Regions from separate parts of the Hordeum vulgare genome. Here region 2 is linked to region 1. A link is a contact called in public Hi-C data. All regions are on one chromosome and are shown on one strand. Each heading gives the region's core, a stretch centred on a gene start, on an enhancer-like site or on the middle of the called end of the contact. The rest is flanking DNA. Distances are from core to core; before and after follow the strand shown. Region 1 holds the start of LOC123410418 (probable magnesium transporter NIPA6). Region 2 holds the start of LOC123411740 (protein PSK SIMULATOR 2-like).

Evidence for each region. A called contact is a pair of places that touch in the nucleus more often than the background predicts.
Region 2: a Hi-C map of leaf shows a contact between it and region 1, with 1.8 times the contacts expected there. The contact joins the promoter of LOC123411740 here to the promoter of LOC123410418 in region 1. A contact is called at or near these places in 2 of 6 Hi-C or Micro-C datasets (leaf and seedling).

The regions. Positions count from the first base shown.
Region 1 is chr7H:617,833,252-617,838,229 of MorexV3_pseudomolecules_assembly, reverse strand. It overlaps LOC123410418 (probable magnesium transporter NIPA6), which reads left to right and starts at 2,566. Exons shown (of 9, transcript XM_045103358.1): 1 at 2,566-3,049; 2 at 4,005-4,061; 3 at 4,142-4,232; 4 at 4,319-4,479; 5 at 4,577-4,704; 6 at 4,779-4,916. The coding sequence starts at 2,926.
Region 2 is chr7H:618,030,472-618,035,449 of MorexV3_pseudomolecules_assembly, reverse strand. It overlaps LOC123411740 (protein PSK SIMULATOR 2-like), which reads right to left and starts at 1,987. Exons shown (of 12, transcript XM_045104706.1): 1 at 1,501-1,987; 2 at 1-64. The coding sequence starts at 1,707.

The DNA of each region.
Region 1 (4,978 bases), core at 1,317-3,816:
AGTTTGCTTTACTATGCCTTGAGCTGGAATGTTTGGAAGAATTGAGTTATTATCCGGGTCAAGAATTTTGGAGTGAAGAACATGGACGATTGGGGAGGATCTACAAACAAATGTAAGTTTATGTCAACTTTTTATCTGATGGTAACATAAAAGATGTAAGTAGAAACAAATTTTGACAGGAATTTTTGTTTTACAGAACAAAGTGAAATCCACACTCGAATTTAGGAATGCAAGCTTTTGTGGAAAGAGAGCTTTTGTCGAAGTACATCATCTTATTACTATCATGGTGTAATTCACTTGATCGATAAATAAATTGTATTGTCAGTTTTAGAGTTTAAATTAAAATCATCGGACAATGCTATGTAATGGATATTACTTTGGTTTTGAAATATAAAATATTTTGAGCATTTGAGTTCCTTTGAGTAAATAGGGGCCCCTTATTGTTGTCTTGCCCCTCGCCCCGTATATCTATGGCCTCGCCATGTTCAAGTACTCAGGGCCAAACACTTCCATCATAGCCTTGCAGAAATTGTATATTTATTGAAGGCATGTGGATTCACTCATACCCACGTACTCATCCACAAGATCGCATGGGATTCCATGCGCAAGCGTGCGGATAAACGCGGTGCATTTTTAATAAGAGGAGAACTCAAACTTGCCAAGGGCATCACGTTTGCAATCAAAGTATGGGAAGTATGGGTCATATGCTAGCATTCTCTCCTTAATATGGTTGGGCACATGTCTCGTCGTACGAAATCTACGACGGAATTGATGTGGTTTGTAGAGCAAGTCATTCTCAAAGTAATCGACATAAAGCAATGTTTAGCTGCTCTCCCTATTGCGGTTCAAGACTGGAGCATGACCGGGTACTGAAACCCTAAACCGAGGTAGCTTTTTGGCAATGTGTGGTCATTGACGACCAATGAAGCTACCCCAATGTCTTCTTCATCCGATGAACAAATGAAATTGTGAAAAAAAAACTCATCTCCCGTGTCCATCGTACCTTATGAGCAAAGTGTCGAACACCTTGCGTTCGTGATGGTTGGCACGGCTTGCGTTCATGGATGATAGCTGTTGTTGTGCCTCTCGCAAGAAGCCAACTAGGCTGGTGTTGGCGTTTGGCGCGTTGCGGCTATGCATCGCCTGTCGGAAGGTGATGAGGTCGATGGCCGTCGTCGCGGCCGTTGCTTCTCTCCCCACCGGAAGAGCCGCGAACACCGCTTGCGTGGGAGCAGGCTATGGCATGGAATGATTGTGGTTGGAGGCCCCTGGTAAATTAGCGAGGAAGACGAACGAGAAAAAGGATAGGGCGGCGACGACGATGATGTCGCAACGAAGGGAGGGGCGGAGGATGGGGCTAGGAAAGAGAAAAGAGGAGTTCTATCCCCAATGAACGGGCCAGCGCAGGACAAGGGGGTGTGGGTCCCGCCCGTTGGAATGATGTCCGTTTTAACGCAAACGCGGCCTGAATTTGAATCGAAGATAGGACGAAGTGGACAGACAATTGACTTTTATCTGTTTACTAGCAAAAGAACCCGTGCGTTGCAACGGAAGAGAAATAACACACGCTCTGAACGTAATATATTTTCACATGACATCACATTTGTGTTGCCGACGATGACCTTAGTGCTCGTACAACGAAAACGCGTTTAAATGTACAATCACTCGGAATAAGATGAGAAATAAGTTGTTTCTCCCCATGAGGTTTTTCAAAGGTGTGCATGTGTGGTTAACGATGGTTTTCTTTCCCCTTAATTTGGTTTTAATTTAATGGATGTTTATTGCAATTTGTATCGTCGCCGGAAAGAGAGAAAAAAGAAGGATTGTGCACTACAGATTAAGTTTGCACCAAAAATAATATTTAAGAAGTATTCAACAGCTAAAAATAACATCCTATTTAGATTCTACATGTTTTTTTAATCAAATTTCATATATAACATGTTAAAATCGGAGTTACGGTTTAAAAGATATGAATATTTTTGTTTTAGATAAAATGTGGATTGATTAACTGAAAAGTCAGGTTTTTTTTGTTTTGACTGACTAAAAACGGAGGACGGGTTAATTACCTGAAACATCAGGGGGGTTTTTGAGAAAAGGAAAAAAAAGATTCGTTTTTTAACTTAAATTCGGACTACGGGTTGATTACCTGAAACATCAGGGGGTTTTCTGAAACATTCAAAAAACGATTCATTTTTTTGACTTAAAACGGGACTGTGGGTTGATTTCAGCAAACATCTGGGGATTTTTCTGCAAAATAGCCACGACGGACGAGAAAAGCCTTAGACGCTTTATTATTAGGGAGAGATTCATGTGCGTTGTACCGATTTTATGTAAACAGAGACAAAGTATTTGAGATCATGCGTCGAAGTTGATGTAAAGGGACGAAAACCGGATAGAATGGGCGGAGCCACCCTAGCTAGCTAGCACCCGCCATCCGTGAGTTGGAGTTGGCCTGAGCGATCCGTGCGGTGCGACGCGGCACGTGACGTTCGTGCGTGCGTGCGTGCCGCGCAGATCCAGCTCGTCCAGCCAGCGGGCAGCGGCCAATGGCAGACACACTCACCCTTCTTGTGAGGGGGGCCCCACCCACCATCCGCCCCCGAAGCAGCCGCGTCGCCTCCCCTGTCCCTCTCGCGTCGTCCATTCCAAGGAGCATCAGCCACGACCCACGACCGGGCCGGCGGCCGGCGGGCGGACCACAACAATAGGCGGAGCCACCCTAGCTACCAGCCGCCATCACGGACGAGACAAGCGCGCGCGGAGTGAGGAGGGGAGAGGCACGCGCCACCACCGGCGGCTCCTCCTGCTTCCCCGGAGATTCGAACCGGAGGCCCGCGGTGCGGCGCGGGGGCTGTCTAGCTAGCTGCGTCTTCTTGCTCGCCGTGGCGTGGCGGCCGGCGGGACGGGACGGGGACGGGGACGGGGATGGGGGCGTCGGACAACACTAAGGGGCTGGCGCTGGCGGTCGCCTCCAGCGCCTTCATCGGCGCCAGCTTCATCCTCAAGAAGATCGGCCTCATGCGCGCCGGCAAGTGCGGCGTCCGCGCAGGTACCCTACCCCCACGCCACGCCACGCCGTCTCCCCCCCCCCCCCCCCCTCTCTCTCTCTCTCTCTTCCCACCCTGCCTGCCGGATTTCCTTCCTATCGACGCCGCCGCCCGCTCCTCCACCGGCCCGGCGGTCCTCTGCTCTGTGCTGCGTTGTTCAATTTCGAACCCCCCACGGCCGCCCCGACCCGACGGATGCTTCGGATCTCGACGCCTCCCTGGATCCGTGGAGCAATGGCGTCTGGATCGGGCGATGATTCCAATCCCCACCCGAGATTCCAAAATGCTTCGGCGTGATTAGGGCCGGGCGGTCATAGCTGCTGCCTGTTCTTCAAAGTCAAACTTGTGCGCTGGCCGCTGCTGTTGCCGCCTTCTGGACGCCAGCTACGCTCGTGCTGACTGGCAGCCAGTCATCTCGTAGCATCGTGCTTTCATATGGGTCAATGGTAACCGAGAGGGCCTCCAGAAGATCAAACATTAACATAGAAAGAGCATGATGAGAAATGAACATTGCAAGTATGGCGTATGCTTCGGAACATGATTTAGTCTATCTACCTTGCTGTAAGTTGGGTAATGCGAAATTGGATAGTGATTTTTACAGATCTCAGTAGATTCCAATGAAGGTGGCTCAATTGTCATGACCCATTTCACGGCACACTTTACTGCGAATGTATGCAAGTTACAATATGTCTAGGATCACTGGCTTAATCAGACATATATGAACCAAAATCTCTTAAATTTTCAGATTTCTTACTCCTTATTAACCTCCTGTATGTACTTGATTAGCATGATTGGCACTATAAAAACAAAACATTTTTGGCATTTCACCTCCCGTCTGGTTTTTTTATACGGGGATGTTCACCCAATTCAGAATTCAGACTTGTCTTGGTAACTCTCCTACCATCCCAGGCCCAGCTTACATGTTTCTGTTTTTCTCCCCCTCTCTCTAAATTACAGGCGGAGGAGGATACACGTATCTTCTGGAGCCTCTCTGGTGGGCTGGCTTGATCACCAGTATGTTCATTCTGCACAAAATTAGCCGTGGGTACTGATTTAGTTATGCAACTAATTTATTTTTTCTTGACATTTGCAAGTGCTGCTTGGGGAGGTTGCGAACTTTGTTGCCTATGTCTTTGCACCAGCTGTCCTTGTGACTCCTCTTGGAGCACTAAGCATAATCGTCAGGTGAATTTGCAAAACCAAAACCCCTAGTTTCGGTACCGTCTTTGATTCTCCCGTGCTTGACATACATTTTTTCTACAAATGGCCAGTTCAGTGTTAGCGCACTTTGTGCTGAAGGAGCGGCTTAACAAGCTTGGCGTTCTTGGTTGTATATCGTGCATAGTAGGTTCAGTTGTTGTCGTTCTACATGCTCCTGAAGAGCACATGCCTGATTCCGTGGAAGAAATCTGGGATCTAGCTACTCAACCAGGTGAGTCATCAGCCTGCAATCATACACCTTATGTTAGTTCTAGCACACCCACGTGTTTGACAGGCTTTCTGCATATTATGGTGTCAACCATGGGCAGGATTTCTAGCATATGCGGGAACAACATTGTCACTCATGGCAATAGTAGTAGTGTTCATCGAACCTCGTTATGGTCAGAAGAACATCCTGATATATCTGGGTATCTGCTCTTCAATGGGATCATTAACAGTAAGTGCGCTTTAACTCTGAGATGCACAGCCTAACATCAGCAAGTTTTCGAGCTAAATGTCACTACTTTGTAGGTTGTTAGCATCAAAGCCGTCGGTGTTGCCATAAAGCTTACACTGGATGGAATGAACCAGCTTGCGTATCCACACACATGGCTTTTTATTCTGGTCGCAGTTATCTGCGGGGTTTCTCAGCTAAATTACCTCAACAAGGTAGCACATCTTCTCTTGCTTCTAGTTACTTATTACCCCTGTCCTTTGAATATGTTTTTCTT
Region 2 (4,978 bases), core at 738-3,237, 200 kb before region 1:
CCTCAACGGCCTTCTCCAGGCCAGCAATGCTGGCTCTTCCTATAAATGTACCTGGTTCTGATACCTGGTACAAAACAATATGTTAGAGCTAATGCAAAAAAAAAAAAAAAAAAAAAGGCTACCGATATATTCTCAGGTAATAATAATGAATTGAAAGATAATAAGTTATTGCAGACAGCTAAGGGAGGAAACGAGAGCTGTATTGTCCCTTTTTAAGAAACAATAGCAGGTATTCAGTTGCATGAAAACATGTTTCCTTTGAACTGGCTACCATACTGCTCTTTCAGTATGACCTTTCCAAATTTGAAGTGTGTGCTGCTCCTTCGAGGCTATTCCATAACCCCTTCCAAACAAGTATTTTGTGCCACCGACGATGATCCTTGATGCTCACTGGCCACATAAAAGCAGGCATGGAACATGTGGTACAAGAACAGGGCAGCGACAGCATGCCCATCTATGACTGACGGCGCTGAACTCCCTTAACCAGATAGATAGATACATCAGTTTCGATACCGTGTAGCCTTTGCATCTCCAGGCAGGAAGCAACACCCAAGTTCAACTGCCATACCACCAACTTGCTTATCCAAATCATCTGAACTGAGTAACATATGCCAGAATTACTTTGAAAACTTTCAGTCCTGCAGTCTGTACTTCACCCGTTCACCATGCAGTGCTTCCTTCTGACTGTAAGTCAAAGCAGCCAGTTTCATATTTTCCGATCTGAAACTCCATCTCCATGGATAGCATCGAAGAAGTGGTCAACAGCAGCCGCAAAGATAGAAGTTTCTGTCCGTGTCAGAGGCTTGACCAGTCCAAGGAGTAGACTATACAATACGCTGACAGGACAGCAACCCGAACGCAGATTAAGCCAAGCTCGGCTGACGAAGAGGAATCCGTGTGCGACCAAGCCTCCAGTGTGTGTGTGTATGTGTGAAAAAACAAGGGCCGCCAAGATTGACTTTCCATATTACGTTTGGACTCTGCCTCCTCCTGTGCCACCAGACACCAGCTCCCCTGCTCCGGCGGGAGCACGCTGGCTGATTGACTGATTGATTCCCCAATCCGAAATGCTCGGCGAAAGCACGCTGATTGATTGCGCAATTCTTCGTCAGAACAGCTTGTGTGCGGAATCAATCAAACCGAATTCTTGGTTTGGACGGAGTGATCCATGGTGTAGACATCCGGCGCCATGGCCGAACTGCACGGCAGCTTCGCCTGAAACAACTAAGCGCCATGGCAGGCTTCCCTGGGGCGGATGTTCTGTTCCGGGCAGATTGGAACGCGCGCTGCAGTTTCTGAAGCTCCGTCGCGGTCGTGGCTACCCTGCTCTGCTCTGCTGTGCTCTGCCTGACGAGAGCCAAGTAAGGTCTCTGCCGCGGCCGCCGGGCACTGATGTAGGCGGGCGGCCGGCAGGCACAGGGTCCGGCTCGAGGGGAAAGAAACGCAAGAACACAAATTGGAGAGTTGCGGTGGAGGAAGAGGGGGCAGGTTATTAGGTACCTTGTGGGGCTTGTGCGGCGGCGGGATGGCGATCTCCCCGGAGTCGAAGTCCGTGGGGCCGTACCGCCCCCGGCGCGCGTCGAAGACCGCCCCGAGCGCCTGCTGCTGCTGCTGCTGCTGCTGGTGGTACGGCTGCGGCTGGACCGAGCGGCCCTGCGGCCTTGCCGACCCCTCCCGCTTTCCCCCCCTGGAGAAGACGCATCCCATGGCGCGCCTGCCGACTCGAGAGCAAGTTCCAACCCAGAGCAACTCGGCGCCCCCCTCGTCGGCCGCCGGCGTCGAACAGGGTTGGACGATGGGGTCCGGAGTGGGAAGGAGGAAGTGGCGTGGGATTGGTTGGGTGGAGGGCGGGGGAATGGGATGGGATGGATGGAGGGACGGAGGTAGGAGGGTGGTGGTTTTGGGTTCTCTTCCTAGCTACTATGCCGTCGCCGTCGACGTCGTCGCCGTGGCGTTGCGTTCGCAGCCTTTGACTTGTTCCCTCTCCTCGGTCGCTCCCACAATCCTATGCGGGTATTCTATATTCTCTTCCCACCAGCACCAGGAGAGGAGCCGCTTTCCCACCTTCTCCTCGTCCTCACCTTCTTCTGCCTTCCTTCCTTCTCACCTTGCCTTCGCTACTGGGCAACAGGTGCTCCTTGCGCCGACTGGTTTTATACTTACTTCTACCGTAGTAGTACCACACAAAAGTTGTGCTTACGGTAGGAAGGTTCTTAGATCTCGGTGGTTTTTTATTTATTTATATTGTAAATGATAAATCTATAGGCTTAGGTGACCACTCGGTTGTCGACATGTTATAACCCTTGCTCCATGTACCATGGCTCAAGACAGTGACGAAGGACGGATAAAAGTTAAAGTAGGGCGGGCTTTGGTCGCTCGCCACCGGCAACGATGTCATGCTAATGCGCCGCCTTGCGTTCAGCATGTGTCGGATGAATCAAGTTAGGGCACCAGCCCTTGCCCTTCCTGGGTCCTCCACCACTGCCTCAAGACATGTCTCTATAAACTCTTCAAGGCGGTGTGTGCGCGCGCGCGCGTCACGTAAGTTAGAAACGCCTTAATGTCAAACCACATGTTCTAAATCCCGTGGATTGGGGCAACGGTTCGCTCTGTTACACGGTTTAAGTTGCATGGACGAAACTGATATGCTGAATTACAAGCGCTCATAAAATCGGATGAGAGAGATTAAAAAAGAATTGGGTGATATTATGCGAAAAGAGGAGACTGCCTTGTGGTAGAGGTCGAGAGATCGTAGAATTAAAGATGAAGACAAAAACAACGCATATTTTCATGTGTTAGCTAACACCTAACAGTAGGCATCGGAAAAAACATTTAGCAGAGCTAAATGGGGACTCATGTCCTGTGTTTACCACAAATGAAATGTTGGAGGAGGCTACCTTATTTTATATAAAAAGAATTGGGTACGAAGGGAAACATGACATTCATCTTGGTCCTTCCTTTTGGGACGAAATGAACTACTTACTGCCATGGAGAATGAGGCACTCTAGAAAATATTCTCAGAACAGAAAATCAAGGGGGTCATCTTTGGATCGTATGCACATGGTGTCGCGGGCCCTTCCTCTTCTATCAGACTTTTTGGGATTTGATTAAGAAAGATTGTATGGCAATGGTCCGAGATTTTATGGCTATGACTAATAGGTATTCTCCTATTAGTAATAGAATGATCTCTCCCAACCAGACAACATTTATTAAGAGCGGATACATTCTTGAGAGTGTTGTTCTGGCCCACGAACTTATTCACGAGGTAAAAAGTCTGACTTCCCGGGGCTTGTGCTCAAATGAGATTACGAGAAATCATATGACAGAGTAAGTTGGGACTTCCTCTTTGAGATGTTGGAGTCCAGGGGCTTTGGAAAAAATGGATTTCCTGGATTAAATCTCCTTGCTACAAAGTACCTTTAGTGTGCGAATTAATGACACTACTAGTCCATATTTCATGGGTGGGGGGGTGAGGTCTCAAGCAAGGGGACCCCTTCTCTCCCCTCATCTTTAATTTAGTTGCAGATGTCTTTTCTAAAATGCTAATTAAAGCTTCTAAACATGACCTAGTTTTGGGCCTTCTTCCGCATGTGATCCCAGGTGGTGTGGTCAGTTTGCAATACGCGCATGACACTCTCCTCTTTCTAGAGGATTCCTATGAGAAAGCTGGAAATTTTAAGTGGATACTTTCCTGTTTTGAATATATCTCTGGTACGAAATCTATTTTCATAAAAGTTATTTGCTGACGATTAACATTGAGGAAGATAGGTCTAAGATCTTTACACATATTTTTTTTTGTAAACTGGGATCTTTTTCCATTATACATGGGAGTGCCTTTGCACTATGACAAGTTGAGAAGGGAGGACCTACAGCCTATAATTGATAGAATAGTGAAAAATATATCTGGTTGGCTTGGTAGATATCACACTTATAGGGGTAAGTTGATCTTGTTGTGTGCTTGTATTGTTAGTATCCCTGCATACCTGATGGCTATGATGAAATTTCCTAAATGGGCAATTAATGCCATCAGTTCTCAGATGGCCCATTTCTTTTGGGGGATATGGGTGATCAACATAAATATCATCTAACCAACTTGGGGATGGTTTCTAGGAAGAAAAACTTTGGATGACTTGGAGCTCCCAATTTCAGAGATTTTAACATGGCTCTTTTGGCTTCTTAGGGGTAACATTTGTTTGAAAACAATGATAGTGACTCGAAAAAATTGTTTGCTTTTAAATATAATGTGCAGTCTCCAAACATCATGTGGTCTAGACTGGATCTCCCTTTGGGATGAGTGTAACTTGGGTCTTTAATGTCTACAAAACCATGTACTCATGGAAAAATGGAAGAGGGGGTAACATTAGTTTCTCGCATGACATTTGGGTTGGGGATTTGGGAATTGTTTGAGATCTCCAATCAACCTGATTGCTTGGTTTCCCAAGTACGGGATATGGTAACTCTTAAACTTTCTTTTAGGTGATGTTCAGACCAAAGGGGTACGCTAAGTTGGGTGAAACTTATTGAACACCTAATGAACTTCCCTCTGTCTGACACACTTGACATGCCAATGTGGATGCTATAAACTAATGGGAAATATTCCATGAAATCATTTTACTACATCATTAAATTTTTTTTTTGGGGGGGGGGGGTATTTTCCCCCATTGGTGATGTTCTTTGGAAAGTGATATGCCCGCAAAATATACATGTTTTCTTGTGGTTGTGTGTACACAACAAAGCACCGGGTGGAGATAACTTAGCAAAAATAAGGCATGTTGATGACTTGTCCTGTTTGTTTTGTAATGAAGATGAATCTATCCAACATCTTTTCTTTGAATATATTAATGCAAGATGTGTTTGGTCCTTGGTAGCTGACTTCTTTAACATTCAAAGATTTGCTTGCTTTGCGGATGTTTGCACTATATGGCGACTACATAAGAGTAAAATTGTGCTTAATTTGGTGATTGTTGCTTCCTTGTGG